Linked DNA regions of Bactrocera dorsalis: region 2 is linked to region 1. The links are chromatin contacts, called in public Hi-C maps. All regions are on one chromosome and are shown on one strand. Each heading gives the region's core, a stretch centred on a gene start, on an enhancer-like site or on the middle of the called end of the contact. The rest is flanking DNA. Distances are from core to core; before and after follow the strand shown. Region 1 overlaps LOC105223966. Region 2 has its middle 9.9 kb from the start of LOC105223965.

Evidence for each region. Hi-C and Micro-C count contacts between places; a contact is called where the count stands out from the background.
Region 2: a Hi-C map of whole body shows a contact between it and region 1, with 2.6 times the contacts expected there. The contact joins two enhancer-like sites.

What each region holds. Positions count from the first base shown.
Region 1 is chr5:24,227,180-24,231,729 of ASM2337382v1, forward strand. LOC105223966 reads right to left here. Exons shown (of 6, transcript XM_049458251.1): 3 at 2,465-2,679; 4 at 1,848-2,035; 5 at 1,417-1,732. Among protein-coding and RNA genes, the nearest start is that of LOC105223966, 13 kb to the right of the region's middle. Within about 2 kb of position 1,597, the one cell type or tissue checked has open chromatin away from gene starts, as enhancers often do.
Region 2 is chr5:24,314,107-24,318,724 of ASM2337382v1, forward strand. No RefSeq gene overlaps it. Among protein-coding and RNA genes, the nearest start is that of LOC105223965, 9.9 kb to the right of the region's middle. Within about 2 kb of position 1,660, the one cell type or tissue checked has open chromatin away from gene starts, as enhancers often do.

The DNA.
Region 1 (4,550 bases), core at 347-2,846:
TAATGTCAAGAGATGATAAGCTTTCTAAGTTTTTTAATGATAAAAAATTATTTTAGTAGAATTAAGTTATATAGAAAAACTCGTTAGCAAAGATATAAGTGCCGGAATAAAATGTCCTTAGTTTTTTAGGAATGATTTCAAGAGCTTTTAGTTTGAACGCGCCTTTTTTTACTCCATGTCTACAGTAAAAAGACACGTACTAAAAAATTAACTGCGAAAGTAACCATTCATTGATTGTTTCCATAGCGGTGCTATGAACACCGAAGACGGTGGACCTTGTCGGCGTCCTAAAGAGTGTGTGACGGACGAAAACAAGAAAAAATGTTAACTACGGCTGTACCGAAGCTTTATAGCTTCCCAGATGCATTTTTTGCGGAGAGTACAGCGTTTCCTTGAACAATAATCTATGCAAAAGTTTGTGAATATATTTTGTTAAATAAAAAAGTATGAGATTGATTTTGATCGCTCAGTTTGTGACCTGATATCGGCGGTTCCGACAAATGAGAAATTTCTTGGTAAGAAAAAGGCATGGACAAAACTGAGGAACTAGTTCTCGTATTACCTGATGAACAGATGGACCTGGCTCATTTTAGGTTCAAATTTTCCAGGTTTGTATCTCCATTGTCCTATTCTAAGGTCCCAAAAGAGGGTCACTGGAAAGAAATCTTCCACACTAACTTTGAGACAGTGAAGAATAACTCAGCTTAAAGACCTGATCTGACCTGAGGTTTTGGGATCAATTAAGTACTTTTTAATTAGAGAGAATATAGTTGAAGTTTTTTAAGAACGAAACTTGATAATTAATTTTCGATCAGCAGTCTTCTGTTTCTCTTTCCTTCAAGAAAGAGATTGTTCGAACTATGTGGTGAGTTAATTTTAAAATATTTCACCACGTGGTAACTTTGGTTTTCTCCATATAAACACAGGTTATTTAGAAAAAATTACTTGACTTCGCCTCCCGATTTCGTTTTGGCTATCTTCGATCATAGCGGTTATCGGTTTCGATAACACAACTCAAGGACTACCTTTATCTGGTGAAGTATGATTAATAATTTATAGGTCAGGGTTGCCACAATTATATAAATAAGCAACAATTAAATATGCTTAGCATAACTTAATTGGCAAATTAAACTCATCAGTGATTAAAAGTTTTTCTGTTTTGAATATCCACTCTTCAAACCGTCCGCTACTAATTTTTTTCTAATTTAATGAATTTAAATTGTATAATGAGACAATATTGTTGGCTAATATTTTTAATTTTTTCCACATTTATCTTATGCTCCGCGGCTTTTGCATCTTTTGCACTTTGCACTTGAGCATAAGTACGCACTACATAGTAGCAGAGAGCAGTCGCTGAGCGGCGCAGAGGCGCCAAGGCAGGACTCTTACCTCTTTTGATCATTGTTAGCAACGCACCTTTATTGGTTTCCATGCAATTAAATGACGTATTCTCGTTTTCGTCTTTGATGGAGCGCATTTTTACCGCGCCATCCGCACAAGAGGCAACACCACCACCGCCACCACCAGCACCTACCCCGCCACTGCTGCCGCAGGCGGAAAACGGTGACTCCAGCAGCGACTCGCAGTCGCTATGCGCCTCGTCTTTAATCTTCGCCAAATTGCTGTTGTCCGATTCTTGAGAATCCTGCGAGTCACTCGCACCCTTCGTGTGCTCTTGCTTTGCTTTCTTTTGGATTTTTTTCACTTTGGCGCGTTGATTTTGAAACCAAACCTGCGGATTAAATAAACGAGGACTTAACGTTTGGTAATGAAAATTTTGAGTATGATTTCAGTACTTCTTAGCGATTGCACTCACAAGCATATCATGTACATGTGAGGGTACATACCTGCACAATTCTTAAACTTAAACCAGTCTCCTTTGCCAAGTTCTCTCTCACTTTACGACAGGGTTTCGGTGACAGTTCAAAGGATGCTTTGAAGGCGCGTCTTTGCTGTGTGTTCAGTATGGTGCGTGGGCGTTTAGGTCCACGTCTGCCATCTAATTTGGGTGCAAACAAGTCATCGCCGTAGAAATCTATTTTTATGGAAGAGTATTTTAGTATTGATCTAAAATGAGAGTTGTGGTAATGATAAAAAGGTTTGAGGTAGGGATGTAGGATGCAACTTAGGTTCGATTCGGTTCTATTTTCCATTACTTGTGAAATCTAACACATGTTTTAAAGAAGGAAATGTAATATTCAGCTATGTCAAGTAATGTCAGATAATGTAGTAATGCACGGTAATGCTTGTTTTAACCCTTGTGTTTCTTCTTCCCTTTTTGTGAATCACAACAAACGACAAACTTAATCCAGTCTGAAGTTTTGAAAATAATGTATGATCATGCATGATCTTAACAAAATAATCTTGGATCGTTTCGTTATGCCCCTCTTAACCCTTGCTTGAATTCTTACTTTTTACCAAATATTTCAGATTATATTTGTTTTTTCTTTGTTGTCGAACCTACCGTATCCTTGCAGCATTTCGACTTCTTTTTCATAGTCCAATCGGCAGAATAGTTGACCCTGCTTCACCACGTACTGTTCACCCTTCTTCAAGAGTCCACCGCATACGACGCATGCAAAGCACTTTAAATGAAAAACACTGTCGAATGTTCGCATGACCAGCTCGTCGCAGGCGATTCGGTGACCACAGCCGAGGCAGCGATTGCGTAGAAATTGTCTATTGAAAATAAGATATCGTAATTTTTACACAAATATACATACGCATTTTGCGAAATCCAACAAGATTTTTGTTAGTGGTTAATGAAATTTATGTTTTCCAACTCTTTAACAAAAAAATACAAAAATATATAACAAAAAGCTTAAATTTATTATAATAAATAAACGGGTATTCTCGGCATGAATGATTGGAAAAATTCTTTTTCCTTTCGAGTATTTTTATGGTTAACTTATTATTTATATATATTCCCGTAGTTCCTAGGTGGAACATAGGGTTAACTTATTGGAACAGGGTTAATGTTGAGTGAATATTTTGTTTAGATAAAACAAAAATGACCATAAGTTGACAAAATGTCAATGATTTCCTCATAAAGCAGTGTGAATCAAGATTCCATTGGTAGGTTGTAGGTAGGTAGCAGCTTTTTTTAGCCTCTCATCTCTAACAATTAACTTGTTTTAAAGAGGCATGTAGATATTGAGAAGTCACAAAGTGCCTCTCTCCACTATTTTGCTTTTAGCGGGTGATCTAAGTAGAGATACTTCTTTTAATAGCCTGTTTTGACTGATCACGGGTGAGTCGTGTCAAGCTCTCATTTTTATTTTTCAGTTATTGAAAATTGAACTTCTTTAACTTTTTCTGGCTCAAAAGCAACATATTTTAACGATAATAAAGATTTGTATTAAAATACGTGATTATATATATTTTTTTTTGACAATCCGTATTGAATTTGATCAGATAGTATGACTTGTTTAGTTTTTAAATTAAATTGTATTAATTTTTTATACTCTCATCATGACATTACGTATACGCAGTGTCAACCTTTTGTTATCACTGTGGATTTGGCGTAATTTTATGTTACTCTTTTCATGTCAGGTTCAAAATATTAGTATAAGCGAAATACTTTTCGAAATAATAAAAAAAATTAAATTAGCATTATTTTAATTTCTTATTTATTATTTATTATATATTTATTTGTATTATTATGTTTGAGATTAATATAAAAATACGATAATAACGCAAAATAAGTATTAATAATAATTGAGGAGAATATAAGTATATAAAGCTGCTTCATAAAACAACCGTATCAATGGTCTTAGCACTCAATGGCTCAACCGCCAAATACATAGATAACCATATCGAATATTAATTTTAATGATGATATGGGTCAAAATTTTAGTGCAATATTTCCGACAATAGTGGTATCGATAAAGTTGGAAATTTTTGGGCAAATTATTTTTTAATAGTTTTCTATATTTTATGACCGTCAAGCAATATTTTCTAAATTTTTCTCCAATAGACTTTTTCTAATTTGTTTTGTTTCTGGAAAACTGGAAATTATTTTTCTCTCCATAGTGTGTTTTAATGGGTTTACGGGTTTCAATAAATTTATTTTTATACCCTGAACAGTTTTGTCACGAAGTTTGTAACACCCAGAAGGAAGCGTCGGAGACCCTAGTCCCTCAGTTTTTAAGATATCGTTTTTAAATTTTTTCTCGGAACTGTGTTTTTGAAGTCGGTTGCCGATTTCTCGAGAATTACTAAATCGATATTCATGAAATTTTCCACAGGTCTTTGAGTTACAATTCTTAAAGACTTATACGAAGGACTGTTTTTTTCAATTACAACTTTTTGAAAAAAAAAAATGTCGCAAAGTTTTGATTTTTTTTGTAAACACGTCTGTCAAAAATCAAATTTTCAGTTTTTTTTTCTTTCGTCCAAGTTTTAAGTTAAGGTTTTAAGTATAGAATATAGCTTCCATATTCTGAACACATAGTTGCTAAAAGAAATGAATCTGTGAAGGGTATATTGTTCCGGTGACCCCGGAAATGGCTTCGCATGGCCGAGGTTCGAATATTTTTTTTTAATTTAGA
Region 2 (4,618 bases), core at 410-2,909, 87 kb after region 1:
TTTAAATTTCATAATTCAAGCTGCATTTGTTACTAAATTCTTAAACTAGACATAATTATACACATATCCCTAAGCATATCATTACGCCTATTTTTGTTGTTAATTACCTTCATAATAAAATATCCTGTTGACAATATCAAATTGTGCTACTGACAAAATCCTTCCCACAAAAAAAGAGTTTCTGCGCGTTACAAAAACAAAATTTTAATAAAAAAAACCCCAACTGACACTGACACAATGGACACTTTTGTGATCGTCGAGCACAAAAGGACTAGCCGAACATCACTTCTGGTTCAGATCACTTCGAAACTCATTTAGGCATGATGACAAAATACAAAATACTCATAACAACACACGGTAGGGGTGAAAAAAGGTGAACAAAGAGTGGAAACAACATTAAATAAACGAGACCAGAGCCACAAAAACCGCGTTGCGGTTGAATGGAGTTTGGCAATAGGAAATTAATTTTCACGTTTTCTTGGCAAAAATTTCTGTCGTCCACAGAACGAAGTGGGACCACCTTGTGCGTGAGCCTAAAAAACAAGAATGTGTGTTTGCGTTACGAGCTGACTTTAACGAGTGTGTTTATGTGTGTATGTATGTATGGATATGAGCTCACGAAGGTGAGCGCACGATAAGTGAGGGAAGGTGCGGGTAAGCCGAGATTGCAAATTTGGTTTTAAGTGGCGAAACAACAGCGGGTAGTCCTTGCACGCAATTTTGGCGTGTTGTTGTAATTTTTTTGCTGTATTTTTTTGTTGTAATTTTTTTGCTGGAAATTTTTTGTTGTGGTATTTTTTGTTGTAATTTTTGTTGTTGTAATTTTTTATATAGTTTTTGTTGTTGTAATTTTTTTGTAATCTTTTTGTTGTAATTTTTTTTTTGGGGATTTTTATTTTATGGGTTTCTTCACAACTGCAACTCTTTGTTTGTATGTATGTATTCCGCACGAGATAGTGCTGTGTGCTGTAGGGGAGGTTGCTTATTGACGAGCGCACCTTCATCTCTCTTCACAGTTCGTGCAAACAAATCTGTCAACATCGGACGTAGCGATAAAAGGAAAATAAATTTCCAACGTAAGTGTTCTTAAATATTTTCAAGGATACAGAAATCATTTAATCGGTAACAAACTATAATAAAGTAATGCTGATCATCCCTTTGCTGCAAGAGCATACACACAAGACAAAAGAGCGCTGAGAAGTAAAGAAAGCGAGCGAAAGGAAGCCAACAAGCAAAGGGTAGCCACTGGACCACGTACGCGCCCGGGGCTCCAGCATTGCGGTTGCGTATTTTGCTAACTTTCAAGTGTTTAAATAAACCGACAGTTTGACTGCTTCATATTATGTTGGTTGGCCCAGCAGGCCGGCGATGTGGAGTAGACTAATTTTACGAACCCCGACAGGCTGAGCACCCGTTCGATCGCCGCACAAAAGCGGCCGAACGTGGCAAACACACACACATACACACGCAGAAATGCGTCGAAGTGTCTACAAAGAATTGGTACGTGTGTAGGCCGTTGAAAGATTTACTCCTCGCAATTGGTTCATAATAATAATTTCGCAGATGTTTAAAATGTTCGTGGCGTGTCATTTCGTTTGTGTTTGGGTTCGTGTTGTAAATATGCACTGAATTGCCGGCAAATTAGTGTACTCAGCAGACAAATCTGTCGATTGCGCTGTGCGCTCGCATTGGCCGTCCGTCCGTCCGGCCGTTCGTCGGTTCGCAGCTATTGTCTGCATGTGCAACACAAACACTTAACTCTTCAAATGCTTCCCGCTATGTTTATACTCACACACATACATATGTATGTGTGTATGTGTTTGGCAGGAATCAAAATCGGAGGAATTCTGCCGCGTCTCTTGTGTCAACATTGCGATATATCAATGGCATTGCTTGCTATTGCTCCAGCATTTGTGAGCGAGATTGAGCGTGTTGTGTGAATGGCATCGCATGCCATCTGTTTGCCCGTTTCGCTAAGTCAATTATGTACAATATTACGAGTAAGCAAAGAAAAGTGAAAGTCGCTGCATAGTAACACACACATACTCATGCATAAATGCACAACTACTTTACAAGTGTTTGTGTGTCCGTTTAGACATCATTTAGATGCAAATGAATTTAGTATTATTTGAGTAAGCAAAAAAGTGCAAATTTATCGGGACTTATTGATGTACTTTGCATGTAAATCTGTGTGTATGTATGTATGTGTGATTATATAGCACACAACGGAAAAATTCACTTGTTTCTGGATATTCAGCCAAACTAATTTTTTCGAAAAATCGCGTAATAATTAAAAATTGTTATTTCTTTGTTTTTCGAAGTTAGCCTCTAAGTTCGAAATTTTGATTTTCGAAATTCGAAATTGAACTTATTAATATAACAAAGAGAAAATATGTACTATAAGCACGTTTTCCTCTTTTTCTAAATACATACATCAACGTTTTTTCGTCAGGCTTCTTTGACAGATGCTGTGCGTTGCAAGTTCTGTAAGGTCACTCTCTTGGAAACCATCGTGACTGTTAAAGAACTAAGACCGTGGATTTCACAATCTGCTCTTGACACATTTTTTAGCAGCAAAATCATTTGCCAAAAACAGAAAAAATTAGTATTCACTTGGAGGCAGATCTAATCAATAATAATACGGAATGCGCAATAGACTCCCAGCTAAAATTTCGGAGCTACTGCCGGGTCACTATCGATGTGTGTTAGCTGTCGTTGCTCTACTGAAACGCAATCCCTCTTTTATTTGCGAAATCAATCGGTTTCTAGGCGATTTTTTCATAAAGAAAGTCCAAAGTTGACGGTTCAGATCCGAATTAAAAGTTTGGTCGTAGAGAAATAGCTCATAGTACATGATTCCTTTCTAATTGCATCGAGGCCATAGCTAAAATTTTCTTGACTTAGCCACAGTTCGCCGTTGTTCGACCACGATTGCTTTCGCTTGACGCGTGTGACCACCTTTTCATATCCACAAAACCATCCGCATTTTCAATGAGGTTCAAGACTGTCTTGCATTAACTCAAGTGGAACCAAAACATTGAGCTTCTTTGGCAATCGAAACAGTGCTTACAAGGCAGTCGTGCTCGACGATTTCCATATTTTTTACCCTGAACAGGGTATATTAAGTTTGACACGATAATTACAACATCCAAAATGAAGCGTCAGAGTCTCCTATAGTATGTATGTACATATGTATATAATGATCAGGGTGACGACCTGAGTCGATTAAGCTATGTATATACACGAAGTAGTCCCTTAGTATTCGAGATATCGATTTGAATATTGCACCCATCTTTTTCTCACCAAGAATCACTCATTGACGAAACGGCCGATATCGGTTTACTATTGTACTTGTATATTGACGACCATACAAACTGAATGATCGAAATCAAGTACTTCTATGGAATACTTTTCCTATGACTAGATACTATATCACAAAATTTTGCTTATTATATAATTAGCTGGCATAAATTGACCGATCAAAGTTCTTGTAAAGAATTTTTTGTGTTTGTGAAACTATGGATCATATTATGACTACCAAGAAAAAAACTACATCAAATCAAGCTGCAGTGGCTACAAACAAACCCAAAAGGGAAGGGACGAAATGAAAAGCTCTGCACAGTATTAGCCTAACAGCGGCAATTAAGCAGAAGAAACCTCTTCTATATAAAAAAAATATTGCAGCACGACTAAAATGCAGCAGGGTATATAAACATTGGAGCATTGTAGAGATTGGAAGTAGGTTATTAGTCTAGTTAGGTCAAATTAAAACCGATTAATTAGCCGAATGGCAAAGCATATTACTGGCGTTGGTCTCATGAAAAGTTAAAAGACACATCAAGCAGAGGAGACAATGAAGCACGGAAGTGGCAGTTTGAGACACAAAATCCTGGGGAATACTTATAAAAAAAAAAAAATTACATATTTTAAAGATTAATTGCCAGATTTCATGCACAAATACATATGTCTACACCGTCACGCACATCAGTTTCAAATAATACGGTGATTCCAGACATGGCCAAACATTGGTAGTGAAAAATTGATTTCATGATAAAAGTTTTCGCCTTTAGCATAGGTGGCCTCAATGCCCAGATATTGTGTGGACTCCACGTGTTTACCATTGCAGAGTCTGACCTGCTTTCCGTTCTTTAACTATCGTGTAACTTTGAAATTTATGACTATTACATCGACGTGAATTTTAAAATTATTTTTGACTTGGTACTGTCGGTAACGAAGTTGCCTTATGCTTTTCAAAAAATATTGATTATTCTCTAGTGGGAGAGCCGAAATTTGTTTATTTGTTGTAGTTCAGTTTTTGAAATATTGATCTGAAATTTTGCACACGTTTTTTCCTCTCATTTGTCAGAAGGGACCACCTAGCATGTACACTCGTGGCCACGCAAACCTTACTACTATACTTTCTTAAATTTTTTCGGCCTTTTTGTTTCGTTCGGCATTTTCTTCAATTTTGTTTTTTTCATGTTTTTAGTACGCATAAGTAAATTAAATTATATTATCTATCTTATAATTAATTTTATTTCTTTTTAATTTATTACGTTAATGAGTAAAACACAAATTAGGTTTTGTGTGCTTATACAAAAGCGGCCGATTTTATTGT